Linked DNA regions of Sus scrofa: region 1 is linked to region 2. The links are chromatin contacts, called in public Hi-C maps. All regions are on one chromosome and are shown on one strand. Each heading gives the region's core, a stretch centred on a gene start, on an enhancer-like site or on the middle of the called end of the contact. The rest is flanking DNA. Distances are from core to core; before and after follow the strand shown. Region 1 has its middle 15 kb from the start of ASB4. Region 2 holds the start of PON3 (paraoxonase 3).

Evidence for each region. Hi-C and Micro-C count contacts between places; a contact is called where the count stands out from the background.
Region 1: a contact with region 2 is called in a Hi-C map of liver, with 2.0 times the contacts expected there. The contact joins the enhancer-like site here to the promoter of PON3 in region 2. A contact is called at or near these places in 1 of 5 promoter capture datasets (liver), 7 of 47 Hi-C or Micro-C datasets (epiblast stem cells, heart right ventricle, liver and 2 more) and 1 of 2 datasets of contacts at active chromatin or transcription factors (skeletal muscle).

Annotation. Positions count from the first base shown.
Region 1 is chr9:75,093,645-75,096,344 of Sscrofa11.1, forward strand. No RefSeq gene overlaps it. Among named protein-coding and RNA genes, the nearest start is that of ASB4, 15 kb to the right of the region's middle. Within about 2 kb of position 1,342, at least 8 of the 83 cell types and tissues checked have an H3K27ac peak or open chromatin away from gene starts, as enhancers often do. A contact at or near this core is called in liver, where this site is marked.
Region 2 is chr9:75,016,684-75,019,383 of Sscrofa11.1, forward strand. It overlaps PON3 (paraoxonase 3), which reads right to left and starts at 1,259. Exons shown (of 10, transcript NM_001044604.1): 1 at 1,131-1,259; 2 at 872-977. The coding sequence starts at 945.

The DNA.
Region 1 (2,700 bases), core at 92-2,591, 77 kb after region 2:
CTGTGGGCTTCCTCATTTGCAAAATAATGTGGATTCCATTTCTTGCCCTTCTAATTAATGGAAAGAGGAGGAAGGTCAGGAGTGGCTGTGTCAAGGACCTTTGACATTGCTGAAGAGGCCCCCTCCATTCCTTCAGGCCCCAGTATATTTAAAAAATGAAGAAATACCAAAGTAGGATTGTACTGAACTTAAAATATTTACATTTAGCAATTACTTTTGTAAGAGAAACAGAGGTCCTCCATTGCTATCAGTGTGTCTCTTGGAATGTATGTAACTAACCTCATTTGGAAGTATAAACAAATATCTACATTTTGATCCTTAATGACTTTGAAGTCCTGACCTAGTGCTCTCTTGTCTCAATTGAGTAATGCTCCAGCATGGACTTTAGTAGGAGTCCAGAGAACAGTGGTGGTGGCGATAGAAGAATTGGTACAACTGGACAAAAGTGGCAGGTTAATAACAGCTAAGATCTGTAGAGCGTTTATTGTGTACCTGGGACAATTACAAGTATTTTATGAGTACTAACATTATTATGCTTTCTTAGCTACTGCTATTATTCACATTTGATACTTGAAGAAACTGATAACTTGCCCAAGGTTGCATAACTAGCAGTGGTATTGAGTCTGTGGTTTCAAGCACTATACCATTCGATCTCTTAGTGGATGCAAAGCAGAAACCACAAAGACTAGAGGGGGAGTGCAAGTGTCCTCAGACTGCTAGCAGAGTGGTGTGTGGGTGTGTGGTGGTGGGCAGGAGGACTCACAATATCAGTAATAAAGCTCAGCAGGGGCTCAGCAACCTGCCTCATTTTGATTCTACCCCCATCCGATAGAATCAGATGGTTGTCCTCAGGGCTGCAGGAATTGCAGGAACAGGGTTGATGTCTGTACTCTTATTCTCTCCCCATAGGCCATAGGATGTGTTTAAACCACAATGAAAAATAGCATTTTTCAATGACATCTGGAATCAGATCTAGCTTCACAGGCATGTGAGTTGGGCAGTTGCCCATGGCCCTGTGTCCTGAAAGATCCTGTACTTGGATTAATGTTCTCTTGTTATCATCTTGGACGTCTTAATGATTTTTGAACAAAAAAATCCCATCCTTTCATTTTGCACTGGGCCTTACAAATTATGTGGCCATTCCTGTGCAGAATCCTGAGCAATCTGGAAAAGTTTGTAGCTCCAATTTACCGGGGGAGACAAGATTCTGTATCTCTGTGATTCCTCTGGAACCACAGTGCCATAAATCTGGATTTGCATTTCACTGCAATGTAATACTTGTGTTCACAGGGGAGAGCAGTCAGCTCTCACTAATAGGGGTTTTGAGGATGTTCTGCCAAGGTCCACGTGCATAGCCTGGAGGAAGAAGGCTCAGGACAGGCTCCAAATTCAACAGCAGGGTTAACTGCAAGAGAGCCTTTTTGCAGAGAGCCTCAGCTAGTTTGCAGTTGGCCCCAAGGAGTATTCCTGCAGAGTCACATGGGTCCAAGAATAAAATTTCAGCTTTGGTCCCCCTAGAAATTTCTTTTTTTTTTTTTTTTTTTTTTGTCTTTTTTGTCTTTTTGTTGTTGTTGTTGTTATTGTTGCTATTTCTTGGGCCTCTCCCGCGGCATATGGAGGTTCCCAGGCTAGGGGTTGAATCGGAGCTGTAGCCACCGGCCTACGCCAGAGCCACAGCAACGCGGGATCCGAGCCGCGTCTGCAACCTACACCACAGCTCACGGCAACGCGGGATCGTTAACCCACTGAGCAAGGGCAGGGACCGAACCCGCAACCTCACGGTTCCTAGTCGGATTCGTTAACCACTGCGCCACGACGGGAACTCCCCCCCTAGAAATTTCTATTTCCCATCTCACAGTGTTTGCAGAATTTAGCCATCTTATAGTTAAGCCAAGGTTTGCCTAAACTTAGAGAGAAGCTGGTCTGATAAGTCCTCCATTTCCTCTCTCAATCTTCCAGCAGTCTGGCACTGGAATAAATGATTGCTCACCAGTGGCGAACGTCCATGGAATCACTGGTTCCCAAGGCCTTTTTTGAAGCAAAGGGTAGTGAGCTGATTCTCTCTACCAGGGCAGTAATGATACCAGTGAGCAGAAACCATGAGGGAAAAAAGCCTGCTTCTGAGAGAAGACAAAAAGGGAATTTTGTGCCTCTGTATCATTCAGAGGAGCCAGAACCCTCACATTCAAGGAGATCTGGGGGCTACACTGAATTCATAATGACAGCCAACATCTTCTAGCATTTACTATGCCCCAAACACTCCTTGTAAGAGCTTTACGTGTGTCAACCTAGTTAATCCTCACAACAGGCCAGTGAGGTAGGTATTATGGTGATCTCCATTTTAAAGGTGAAGGGCTGGAGGCACAGAGAGGGTGAGCAGTTAAGTCAGGAGAGCAGCTGCAGGGCCATAGGAGCTACAGGTTCATCCAGGACAATAACAGACAGCAAGGAGTTCCCCGTGGGGCCGGCTGTGTGTGCAGCTGCTGCGTCTGCATCCTGTTTGTCCTCACAAAAAACCCCCATTAATGAGGAAAGCACGATTGGTCTCCATTGCTCTTGCAACCTGAAAGAGCCTATAGAATACAGATCCTATTGTGAATGCTTTTGTAATTTGGAGTTTTCTTTTCTTTCTTTCTGTTTTCTTTTTTTCTTTTTTTTATAAATGGAATAATCAGCCCCTTAATGTATCCATAGGGAATT
Region 2 (2,700 bases), core at 9-2,508:
TCAGGAACAATTGTACATTTTTATTAAACTGTATTCAGGAAGATTCTACACTTAGACTTATCTTACTGTCACTTAAAAATATGCCTTAGAACTACTTTATAATTATTATTATTATTTTTTTTATAAATCACTTGGGTTCACTGGGAGCAAATGTAGTAATAAACTCTCTCAAGCCAAACTAGAAAGTACTATCAAAAGGCGTCAGGCTTCTCAGTGGATTCTAGATGTGAACTTCTGAGGTGGCCAGCTTCTACTTAGATAAATAAAAGCAACACAAAGACAAGTGAAGGCAAGTAGAGGCTGATAGATCCATTCAGAAATGCATATTATTGCCTAACATTTCTTTTTACTAGTCCCGTATTAAATTTTCCTGAGATATTTCTGGTATGTCTATCACTGTAGATGGTCCACTTTCAAAGGTGAGGTCAGGTACCTACAAAATGCTAGTTAGCCCCTCAGGTTTCAGTTTATTTTCCTCTGACTAGCTCTTTTAATCTGGGATAAATTCTGTAACCCAGTACTCCTCAATGTTCTTCTGGCCTTTGGGCAACCTCTCAGTCAGCAGTAAACGTCCAGCTGGTAGCCTGGTCGGCTCGCCCAAGTCCAGCGCTTCCAGCAGATTTAGTTTGTTTAGGAGCAGAATGCTGAGGGCGACGTGGGAAAGGGGTCCTGGCTTTCAGGAAATAAATTGGGGCATTTCTGCCTTATCATTTCAAGAAAGGCAAGAAGTCAGCTCAGTTTTCACATCCCTGGAATTGAGGAGTCCCCAGACTGCACATTCTTAAGCTTTAGAAAGGCAGCATGCGACAGCGCTTACCCTAAAGTGCAAGAGGAAAGAGCCAAGGATACTCTCACTAAGATGCCAATTTACCTTAATGCCACTAATCTCTCCCCGATTAAGGCTAGGAAGGCGCCCAGCAGAGTCAGAGCCACCAGCTTCCCCATGATCCTTGAGCAGCAATGAGCCAGGCAGAGCCCTGGGGGAAGAAGCAGTGGACAGGCGCCTGCCTTAACGCCCAGCCCGCCCCGGCCCGCTGTCTTGCCTCCGTGGAGGAGCAGGTGAGCTGCCAGGGCCCTGTCAGGGGGTTGCCCCGCCCCGCCCCGCCCTACAGCCTGGGGCTCAAGGTCACCTTGACCCTCCTGGGAGGTTCAAGGAAACCTTTAATCTTAATTGAAGGAATCCTTTTTTTCCCCTTTCTTTTCTTTTTTTTAAATCAAGGCTCAAGAGCCTGGAGCCCTGGATTCAGGGCTGGTTCTCTTAGCAGCTTTGGCAACATCCTACTTGTTGGCAGGAGAATAGAGGGAGTTTGCTGCCAAAAGCTACGAACTTGGACCTCTGGTCCGTCAGAGGACTGAAAGGGGAATGGGGGTGGGGAGGGGGGCCAGGAAAGAGGGGAGCTAATGTTGAGGGCCTGAAACTTCGCGTTGGTGGAAGGCAAGGAGTAATATGAGATGGTGGAGAATTGATGCCTAGACACAGGTAGGATGATAAATGAAAGTAATCGAAGGGAAGAGCTTTAACTCACCCTTCTCCAAGATTTGGAGCACAGGACCTTATCCTATGGCTTTGTGCCCTGCCTCTGAATGCTGACTGTGATGGGCACCCTGTTCAATTTGTTGACTTGGCAGATTTGTGAATATATCTGCTCCCAGCATTTGGGATAAGAAAAATCAGAAGTGAAGGAAAAGAAAGAAATAGAATAGGTAACATTAAGATGAGCAAAATTGGGGGGGGAGGGATTTGTTTCTGTAGCAACTGCTGTATGCGTTGCATTGTGTCTAGAACTTTTCCTGTGTTAATTTTTGATTCTCAGTACTTCTCTGAGGTAGGTAACATCCCAGTTTTATAGGTGAGAAATCCGAGGCACAGAGTAGCTGTATAACTTGCCCTAGGTCACACAGCTGCAGAGTCAGGCAGTCTGGCTCCAGAGTCTGTGCCTTTCCTTAACTGTGCTGCTTCTATTAAAGCTGTGGAAAAGAGGCTACCTGAAGGAACACTGTAACATCTGGAGTTGTATTGATAAGATAATTATTTTTAAGATGATTAATTTTAAAAGAATTCAGGCAAAGGAGGGATTGAATGCTATTTTCCTGAGGACAAATAAGAGGAGAGATGTGAAGATCGGAGTGCTCCCAAAGCTGAGGCACCAGGAGGTGTGGTGCAGGCATGCATGCAGGGTTTGGGGCTCATGCTGCCTGGGCTGGATCCAGCCTGGATAAGGTGCTTGACTTTCCAACACTGCAGAGTCTTCTTTTGTAAAAGAACATCTGCCTCATAGGTGGTTTAAAGTCAAAATGTTATGATGAATGCAAAATGCTCACCACTGTGCTTGGTACATTGTAAGAAGCCAATAAGCATTAACTATCATTTAGATCTGAACCTCCACATGAGAGTTTAGGCTAGTTATAGGGAGAGACCCCTATGCCATTGATCACTAGGTCTTCCAGTGCTAGTCATAGATCTTTGTGCTTTGTAGCTGCTCTCTAAAAATTGATTAGGTGGATGACTGTAAGATATGGACTTGGGTGAAGGAAAAATTGGAAAAATAAAAAGAAATGGAGTGGACGATGAAATAGAAATAATTGTCTTATGCGCTAAATATTTTGCATGCTTCATCATTACTTCTTATTATCCTCACTTTACAAATAAGGGAAGTAAGGCTTAGAGAGTTTGAGTCATAACTTTCATAAGGTTATATA